Regions from separate parts of the Sus scrofa genome. Here region 2 is linked to region 1. The links are chromatin contacts, called in public Hi-C maps. All regions are on one chromosome and are shown on one strand. The core of a region is the stretch at or near the end of the contact, and the rest is flanking DNA. Distances in the headings are between cores, read along the strand shown. Region 1 has its middle 25 kb from the start of SEC61G. Region 2 holds the start of EGFR (epidermal growth factor receptor).

Region 1 (4,850 bases), core at 1,692-4,191:
CTCCCGCATTCATTCACTTGTTCATTTTGAAAAGGTTAATGGTGCACCAGCTTTGATGCCGAGCCTGGGGGTAGAAAGATACACAGGCAGTGGTCTCTGTCGTGGAAAGCATCACTGCGTTTTGGAGGCAAAGCCTTTGCGACCATACCTGTGTCAGCATTTTCGAGTGCAGGCAATGACTCCCCTGATGCTCCAGCCCAGCTGCTGGCGGGGGAGTACCCGGATTGAGGCCAGGGAGTCATGGGAAGGGAGGCTCTGCAGAGTCCCACGAGGCTGTCAAGTCCCCTTTCAGGTGCAGAGGGTAAGCCTCAGGCATCTGCCTCTGCGGCCGCGTGGGGAGTCGCACTGCGGCTCTCGTTAATCTCCGGCGATGGAAAATGGAAACCAGAGCGTGTGGACGCCCCTGGGGCTTTGCATAGTTATGGAAAAACAAAACAAGTTTCTGGAACCGTGTTCTGGCACGTTGCCTTAACAACACGATCTTGTTGATGGTGAATCTTGGAGATCAGCCTGGAGTCTCAAGCAGGTGAAAGGCGGGAGTAAAGTGACGACCTGCCTGTCTGCAGAAGCCAGTCTGCAGGCCGCCACTGGCAGACCCCGCCCCAGGGTCACTGGCTGCTTCCGTGGGAAGCTTTACTTTTACATCCGCGGATTCAAATCCGGGGCTTCTCCCAGACGCCAACTGTAAGGCACTAGACTCGGGCCTGGCATAGCCTCACCAAGACAGAACTCTGCCGAGGACACGGCTGCCTAGGTTCTGGCCCCTCGGGACGTCCAGGTACCACTGACGGTGAAAATAAGCTCTCTTGAGTGCTCCGCACAGGTCTCCTGGCAGAGAAGGAACTGGTGTCCCCGACACGACATGGATGCATTTTTCCAGAGGAGAAGGGAAGTGTCACTTGGGGAGCAGCAGAGAAGAGTAGCCCCCCACCCCCAGGACGAGACCTGCCCCCAGAGGCCGAGGGGAGGCCAGTGCCATGCCCCCAGCCCCATGCAGGCCTCATCCCACGGCCTCTCAAAGGATTTCTTCCGGTGACTTAAGACTGTCCTCAAAGGCTGCTGACCAGCTTTCCAGTGGGGTGTCACTGCTCACTGAGGGTTTAAAGGCCAGAGGGAGGACACCATGAGTTACTTCAATCAATCCTGATGGGAAACGGGAGCTTCCCTTTGGAGACGAGGCTGGAAAGGGGACCTCTGCATTCCTTGGGCCTTGGTGAGTCTACCACCTCTCTGGCGAAGAGGCACAGAGGCCGCTCTGGGACCTACTTACTGTTTAACCATGTCACACCCAGAAGGTCTAAGCGGTGCTTTGGAGATCATCGCTCAGAATCACTCTTTTGATAGTGAATTTGATGGTTACTTACTGCTTTTCCATTTTCTTCTCATTTCTAGAACATGACGCTTTTTTTGTATGGCAGAATCTCCAGACCCACTTGCAGGTTGATTATTGAATCAAACTCTTCTTTTACATTTTAAAGGATGCATCCAAGAGTTAAGTGTGCTCTTGTTTTATTTATTTATTTATTTATTTTATTTTCCCACTGTACAGCAAGGGGGTCAGGTTATCCTTAGATGTGTACATTGCAGTTACAATTTTTCCCCCATGTGCTCTTGTTTTAAAAGATGGAAATCAAGGTCTCCATGAGTGTGGAAATTATAATAAAGCTGCGAGTGTATATACGCTCACATTCACAGGAGCTTGTGCAAGGAAACGCACCTTACAGGCAAAACCTCAGAAAAGTCAACGCAAGGTGGAGGAGGCACGGATAACTGAGAGAGGATGGTAGGATGCGGACCTGCTCCTGGAGACGGGACTTTGCCCCGTGGCAGAGTGTCTGCAAAGTGACCCTGCTATTGTCACTCTAGCCTTTATCCATAAAGTGCACGTTAAGTCCACTGACAAAAGGACAAAGGCATTTTCCAGGGAAGTGTTTCTGCAGAGAACCGAGAAAGAACAAGTGGCTTCAAATACCAGAGAAAAGACTTCATTCGATAAAAGTATTTTGAGAAAAATACTGGAGTGTGGGCTTCCTGGTTTAGGGTACAAGAAGGCAATGCACATCCATCAGTGACGGCCCCGAAAAACCCTCTGCTTGAGGAGAAAAGGCGGGGCTGAAGGCTCGTCTCCTCTGGCTCCTCAGGGGCTGAGACGCGCTTACTCCTGGTTCATTGGACTTCTACTGCTGCAGCTTTCAGTGGTGACAAGCACCTTTCCTAACTGTGAACAGCGCGTGGTGAATGTCCTGATCTGCCAAGCGCCAGCCCTGGTCCCCTGGAGGCAGGGATAGGACATGGGCAGGTGCTCGACAGGTGGCCCAGGACACAGACTGAAACCCGGGAATGGCTTACCGAATGTGGCATCTTCCTCTGGCGCCTTTTTCAAGGGGAGGACCAGTCTCAAAGGTGACCTTAGGGAATGCTGTCACAGCCCTGCGCTCTAATGCTTTCATGGCTCCTGAGATACCGCCTCTCCGTCTTTGCTGAGCTTGGAAGGATTTCCAGCACCCCAGCACGGCTTCTCCAGGACCCACCCTAGCCCACCTGTGCTCCATCAGGATGGAGGACTGAGCCACACTGCGGGGACCCCTGTGCGCCCAGCCTCTGCACTCAGTCCTGGGCGTAGCTTCTGGAATCCAGGCCAAACACCACATGCCAAGTTGAGCTGGGCCCCTGGCTCCCCTCCTCCCCCACGGCTTCTGCACACAAAGTGCTGAGCTGAAGGTCACACTCAGGACAGACTCTGTGTCCTTCTGCGTCTCCAGTTCTTTGCGCAGTAGTTTCTCTCAGGCTCCTAATGCACCAGTTAGGGTCCCTTTAAAAACAAAAACAAGCACAGGCGGAGAGCAGGGTCACATGGCCACCACTCCGGGGTGAACACAGAGGCGGACTTGGTGTTTACCGTCTGCGTCTCTCTCGATTATCTGGCCCAGGTGACTGAACAAACAAAAGAGTCTGGGGCTGTGAAACAAGCAGGAATCGTTCTTCCCTGACGCTGGAGCTGAGCCCTGCGGGGCCCTCATGTGGACGGAAGGACGTCCGAGGAAGGTGCCCCTGCCGACGTGGGACGGTCCCTTAGGACCTAGAAACCCCCTCAAGTGATCGCGGGGTGAGCCTGTGCCATGACGGAGAGGGGCTCAGGCTGGTTGAAAGGGAGGCGGCTGGCGGTGACAGTTGCTTTCCTGACCTGCGCGGCCAAATTCAAGTTTCTCGTCCTCCCCCGAAGCCAAAAGAAACAGAGGTTGGCGTCAAAACTGTCTGTGTGACTCTGGTCCAAGGAGCTCGGGCTGAGCTCCTGAAGCCGACGCGGGCCCAGGGCTGCTCCTCCACCTGGAAAACGACGTCCCGACCCAGGCCCGGCCTCAGCCGCACAGGGACAAGCGCGGGCCGGGCGCGGGGACGCCAGCGTCGCCACGAGGACCCCCGCCAACCCCGCGCCGGCGCCTCGGGCGGGGGCTGGTCAAGAACAGCAGGGAAAGGAGCGGAAAATGCGGGGTCTGGGAAAAAGGAAGGGGACGACGAGGCTGGCGGCGGGAGCGCGGGGCCCCGAGCAGCTCAGGTTCCGCGAGGAGCTGGAGCCCGGGCCCCGGCTGGCGTGACCTTGGCGCTGACGGTCCCCTGGGGACCAAGTGTGCGCAGGGCCGGGCCTCAGAGCTCGTGGGCAAGGCCCGGGGACCCCTGGGCGAGGAAGAGGGGCGCCCTGAACGGAAGGCCCTCCAACCCGGGTCCGCCCTCGCCGTGACACGGGGTGTTCTCATTTAAGGCTGTAAAAATCAGCTTGAAAAAGTCACCCTCAGTCGCCTTCGAGGGGGTCTTGTGACATCGGAGACAGAGATCAATGTACAGCTCATTGGCCTCAATGTCAGTATTGTTTTAGAAAGTTGATACTCAGAAGATTTTGTTTAATTGAGGTAAAATTCATACAACGTAGAATTAATCATTAACTACCAGTAATCCAATTAATCATTGAAAGTGCATGATTCAGTGGTTTTTAGTACATTTACAATCTTATACAGCCACCGTCTCTATTTCCAAGACATTTTCATTACCCTGAAAGGAAACCCCATTCTCACCTCCACACCCCCCCCAAACACTACTCTGCTGGCTTTCTCTTTGGATTTACCTCTTTTGGTTTTTGATGTCTGGTTTTAATTTAAGTATAATCGCTTTACAATGGTGCGTCTGTTTCAGGTGCACAGCGAAGTGACTCAGCTCTACCTGCGCATGAACCTTCTTTTCCGGATTCCTTTCCTCTGTGGTTTATTACAGGATATTGAGGAGCCCGCCCGTGCCCTACAGCAGGTGCCTGCTGTCCCTCTGTTCTGTACACAGTGGTGTGTATCTGCCGATCCCAAGCTCCTCATTCCCCCCACCCCTACCCCCTTTCCCTCTCGGCACCCATCCCTTTGTGTTCTCCGTACTCAGGAGCCTGCTCGACTGACAGATTTGGGAATCAAGTTTGTGGGGAATGGGATGGTCTGAGACCAAGCTGTCAGCTGGCCCCTCTCCTTGAGGAGGGATGGTGGGGAGCTCTGTGCCCTCTCGGAACCTGAGGCCATCATTTTTACGGGGGGCCTGGTCTGCCTCTCCTGCTCCCCGTAATGCCTTCACCCTCTCGAAGATGCTCTCATTCAGTCGAACTTTCCTCAGTGCCATCCGTATCTCCTTAAAGGATCCTGAATCCTTTCGTTGTCTTGGCAGACTTTATGCTAAACGTGCTAGCTTATCAAGAAGTATTGGGCTCAGCGGTTAAGGTGTATTTATTCCTCAACACATACCGGGGAAAAGCGTCGCAGAGCTGATGTGAACTCCCCAGAGGAGAGCAGCACCACTGCACAGACTCTCCACGGCTC
Region 2 (4,850 bases), core at 877-3,376, 140 kb before region 1:
CCCACAGACTAGAGAGGACCCACCTCGTATGGTTTGTGAGGACTCAAAGGAAACTTAAAACAGCGTCTGGCAGGACCAAGTGCAGTGAGAACAAAGACACTACATCTTAGAACCAAACAGATCTCTCTAAAATGAGTAAATTCTCTAGAACAAAGCTGACCAAATGTGACTGACATGGGTCTTTCACACTTTGGGTTAATATTTTGCCCTACTTGGTCATCTTATTTACTTTAGCCCAATGACATTTGTTCATCTAATCCCACTATTCTATTCAGGAGCATTCTGTTTTAAACAAATACGGGATTAACAGGCAAATTAAGTGGTATTTATATTTTTCTTAGAAACAAATCTCCAAGCGGTAACAGCAGTGTTCAAAGGGGTACCAGCGGAGAGCTGCGGGCTCTTCTGGAGAAAGGTGGTGCTTTGGAGATGCTCCAACACTTTAATTTAAAATAAGGATGCCCCCACCCCCAACAGCCTGGGGCTCACAGCAGGGAGCAGCAGGGCCCCTGCTGCTCAAAGGACCCTGCGGTCAACTATCTCAGGAGCAGGACCACAGCCTTGGGCTCACAGCAGGGAGCAGCAGGGCCTCGAGACCCGTCAGGAGACGCTTTCAGTGAAAAGAGGCATATGCCTGGTCACTCATACCATCCCTCACCTCCTCTTTCCCATATTTTGCAAGGTTGTTAAAACTCCAGTGGTTCTGAAAGAGCTTTTGACCCTTGCAGGTAATCACTTCAGGGATTTCACCTCCATGGCCAGTGAGATCCACGCCTGGCTGCCCAGCAGAAGCACCTGAGGAGCTTTTCAAAATCCAGATGCCTCAGTCTCATCCCAGACCAGTGAAATTAGGCAGTCTGGGGGTGGGAGCCAGACAAGGTGTCTTGTTTCGTTTTAAATCCCAACCGATTCTAATTTGCAGCCAAGTTTGGGGTGCACTGCTTTAGGACTTACTGCTCCCCCCACCATCGCACTCAGCACCAAACCCTGTCTCGCTGTGCCAGTGACATCAACAGCAAGTACAGACCTGACTCTTGGAACCCCGGCTGCTTGAGTCTGAAATTGTGCAATTAAACCTTCTCAGGCATGTTTCTCATGTCAAGTGGGTTTATGGTCGGTAGTCACGAAGCCAGACTCGCTCATGTTTGGTCTGGACATTTGGCCCACGTGAACCACGGACATCAATCCGGTTTTTTTTTTTTTTAAAGTTTAATATTTTGGTTGGCCTGATGTCAAATTCTTCAAAAAGCTAAAAGACACATCCCAGAGAGAGAAATCTCTAGATTTTGAGGAGGAACGCTTGCTGTGAGCCATATTTTGAAACTGTGGGGACCCGGCCGGCCCGGATGCGTCCCGCCCCTGGACCGTTCGCCCCAGAACTGGCCCTCCTGCCGCGGCCGCTCCCACCGCCCCGTCCCTTCCACTGCGAAGCGCGGACACGCCGCCCAAGGGCTGCAAGAGGGGACAAATCTCGGGAGTCCCGGGAAGTGGCTACTCGCCGCCCGAGGGATGCGGACGGCGGGAGGCGCTGCGGGACGCGGAGGGGCGGTGGGGCCGGAGGACCTCTGGCCTCCCGGTCCCGAAGCGCAGGTGGCCAGTGCCCGGAACGAGCTCTCGAGCCTCTGGGTCAAGGCCGCGCCAGGAGAGGGGTCGGGGAGCTGGCTCCGGCGTGGGGCGCGGGTGCGGGGCCGGGCGCGGAGGGCCGCTCGGGTCCCGGGGTCCGGGCACGGGCCCCGCGTCCCGCCTGCGCCGCCCCCCAGCCCGGCGCACCGCGGGCGCACGTGCGGGGACGCGCTCGCCGGGGCGTCCACCCCGCGGGGGCCGGGAGGGCGGAAGGGAAGCGGCGCTCGGGCTCCTCGGCCCGCCGCGCCCGAGGCTGCGCGGCCGCCTGAGGACGGGCGGGACGGCGGCGCGGTCGCCCCTACCTTTCTTCTCCTCCAGCGCCGGACTCGCCTGGAAGTGCGCGGCCAGCAGCGCCAGGAGCGCGGCGCCGCCCGCCCAGGAGCGTCGCATCGCGCGGGGCTCGGCGCTCGGTCGGGACGCAGCGATGGCCGGGGCGCGGGGCGCGGGCTCGGCGGCCGGAGCGGACGGGGATCGCGCGGGCCGCGGGCGTGAGCTCCGAGCCGGGGCGGAGGCTGCGCGCTGCGCCGGCCGCCCGGACGTCTGGCTCGCGGGGGCGGGGGCGGGGGCGCGGGGAGGCCGGGCTCGAGGAGGAGGGACCGGGAGGAGGGGCGGGCGGCGCGCGGGGCGGAGGAGGCGACAGCGGGAGGAGCGCCGCGCGGGAGCGGGCTGCGGAGCCGAGCCCCGGGAGGACTGCCCCGCGCTGCCCCGCCGGCAGGGCAGGTCCTCGCCCACTTGCCTGCTGCTGGCGACCTGACCTTCCTGGAGCCACCTTTGCCCCCGGGTTGCCCATTCCCCTCCGCCGTCCTCCAAGTTGCAGAGCAGACGTGTCCCGGCGCGGAGCAGACCGAGCCTTCTGCCCAAGGCCGGATGCTGGCCCAGCGGGGGAGACCACTGTTTAATTGTGGCCCCAACTTCTCTGAGCACCTCGGGATCCCAGGGCGGGTCAGAGGCTGGCCTGGCGGCAGAGGCGCCCCCTGGCCTCTGAGATGCACTCAAGTCCCAGGGTCCTTCAGGTCCCGTCAAGCACCCTTGAAATCATCTGAAATAAGGACTCCCACCTCTAGCACAGATTCTGGCCTTGGGGAAATGTTTGTTGAGTGAATGCATAGGCACCAAAGGAGCCCGCAGCATTTCATGGGCCGTGCACCAGCGAGCAGTACTTGAAAGACGAATGATTGCAGGAAATCACTTCAAAAAAGTCAAGCACTTAGAATAAAGGCTTAGCACACACACTAGCTGTGGGCCCCCCTGCCTGAAGACAACCACGCTGCAACTCTGACAGGAGAAAAGCCGGGGAAACCTACTCAGGATTCGGCCAGAAGAAAGCCGGCTTTCTCGGGCTGCAGGAAGGTTTTAGCTAAATGCTTCCAGCAAAGCCCGCCCTGCCCTACTCCTCCTCCTCCTTCAGGACAGATGTCTTCTGCCTGTCTACAGCCGACTCCCTCTCCCACAAGACCCATTGTGACTTCTCGCGGGCCTTCAGCTCTGGTTGGCCCCACCTTTTAAGCAGGAATCATAAACCTGCAGTAAGTGGAGCTAAAGCAGGGCCTTTCCTACATGTGGGGGAGCAAAGCTTTGCATCTTTCCTTACCGAGCATTGGGTCCGTGGAACTTTAAGATGAGAATCATTTGTGTTTGTTTCTTTGTTTTAAGGAAGTCCCTTCATCCATTTAAGGATGAAGAAGGCTTTGTAGGTTCTGCAGGCCATGGCTTTGGTCCCTCCACGCTCTTCAAACGAAGGCAGAAATGGTCTGTAAAGAAAAGCGCCACCTGCTAGAGAAGGGCACCAAAGTGACAGCAGTGGGCAGAGGACGCAGCCAGGGTGTGTCTTGTAGCTCATCTGCTCACAGGAGTTCCACACATTTACCCAACAAGGGCCACAGATGGGGTCCTAAGCCTTTATAAAGGAAACATTTGTGTGGTAGCACAAATCGAACTGTCCGTGTGTTAAAACACCAAGCTACTGAAGCTACAGTGACTTTTTAAGCATGCATAAGAATTTCTCCCATGAGTCCCACAAAAGAAGTCAGTGTGTAAAGCCTTCAGGGTTCTGGAGTTCCTGCTGTGGGGAAGTGGGTTAAGAATCCTACAGTGTCTCTGTGGCAGCTGAGTGTGTGCTGTGGCTGGGGTTCAACCCCTGGCCTGGGAACTTCCATATGCCAGTAGTGTGGGAAAAAAAAAAAAAAAAAAAAAAAGAAAGACTTTAGGGTTCTCACGAACCACTTCTTTGTAATCAACAGCCGTCATGGTGCCGTCCTGGTACAATGGCCGTCCTGTGACCTGATAGCGTCTCAAGAAGCAGAGCTCCCTGTAAACTATTATTTGAGGAGGCAGTGTGACACTCCAGGCACACAAGCCAGTACGAGACTGGTCCCAGTGACTGGAGAGGAACAGGCCCACTCAGCATCTTCCTGGGACGTGCATGTGAATATTGAGTTGCTCCTCAAACTTGTGGAGCTTGTGATGGGAGAGGTGACATTCAGGATGACTTTATGCTCCTTGACAGGTAGCAGAGTGTACTCATAAATGCGTTGCTTGTTAAGTAAAAGCCGTGTGGCTGAGCTGGCAGAAATGGCATCCTCTTGAGAGAGCAGAGCTCTGCCCAGACCGGACCCTGCACAGAGGAGGTCCAGGCAACCAGCCTCTGCAGAAAGTGATCCCAGGTCCCCTCCTGGGCCATATCCCAGGCAAAAGCTACCACCAGCACCACCCCCAGCAGCAGCCCTGACTCCACTGTACTGATCAGAAATTAACTTACCTGACCACCCATGAGCTAGGTTGTGCTTTTGTCTGCAAGATGATGCTGTGGCTGAGGAAGGTTAAATAAATAACTTGCCCAAAGCCCCAAAGCATCCTTGCTAGTCCTGAGGCCAGCCGGAAACCCAGACCCTGGCTGTGTGCTTCAGCTCTCTCGTATTTCAACTTTTCTAAGCCTGAGGCACATGGAGACTTCAGGCTCCCAGATTCTATTTCAGAATGTCTTGGAAACTTTTTGGAGAATTTACAACCAAAATTTTCACTTAGCCAAAAAACTCCCAGTAAAGCATCCATGCACACCAAGTATGTACTGAGACTCTAGGATTTCCCACGGTAAATCTCCTGTGAGCTATCCATTTTCATAACACAGGCTGTTCATTACTTTGCCAGCTACAAATAGGAATCTTTTTTCCCCTCCTTTGATAAGGAGTTCTCTTTGAAGAGGTTTCTGAGTATTTTAAATAAGAGTT

Evidence for each region. Hi-C and Micro-C count contacts between places; a contact is called where the count stands out from the background.
Region 2: a Hi-C map of liver shows a contact between it and region 1, with 2.9 times the contacts expected there. The contact joins the promoter of EGFR here to the enhancer-like site in region 1. A contact is called at or near these places in 1 of 5 promoter capture datasets (liver), 7 of 47 Hi-C or Micro-C datasets (embryonic fibroblasts, epiblast stem cells, liver and 3 more) and 1 of 2 datasets of contacts at active chromatin or transcription factors (skeletal muscle).

Annotation. Positions count from the first base shown.
Region 1 is chr9:139,158,687-139,163,536 of Sscrofa11.1, reverse strand. No RefSeq gene overlaps it. Among named protein-coding and RNA genes, the nearest start is that of SEC61G, 25 kb to the right of the region's middle. Within about 2 kb of position 2,941, at least 21 of the 83 cell types and tissues checked have an H3K27ac peak or open chromatin away from gene starts, as enhancers often do. A contact at or near this core is called in liver, omental adipose tissue and retroperitoneal adipose tissue, where this site is marked.
Region 2 is chr9:139,299,686-139,304,535 of Sscrofa11.1, reverse strand. It overlaps EGFR (epidermal growth factor receptor), which reads right to left and starts at 2,126. Exons shown (of 28, transcript NM_214007.1): 1 at 1,926-2,126. The coding sequence starts at 2,013.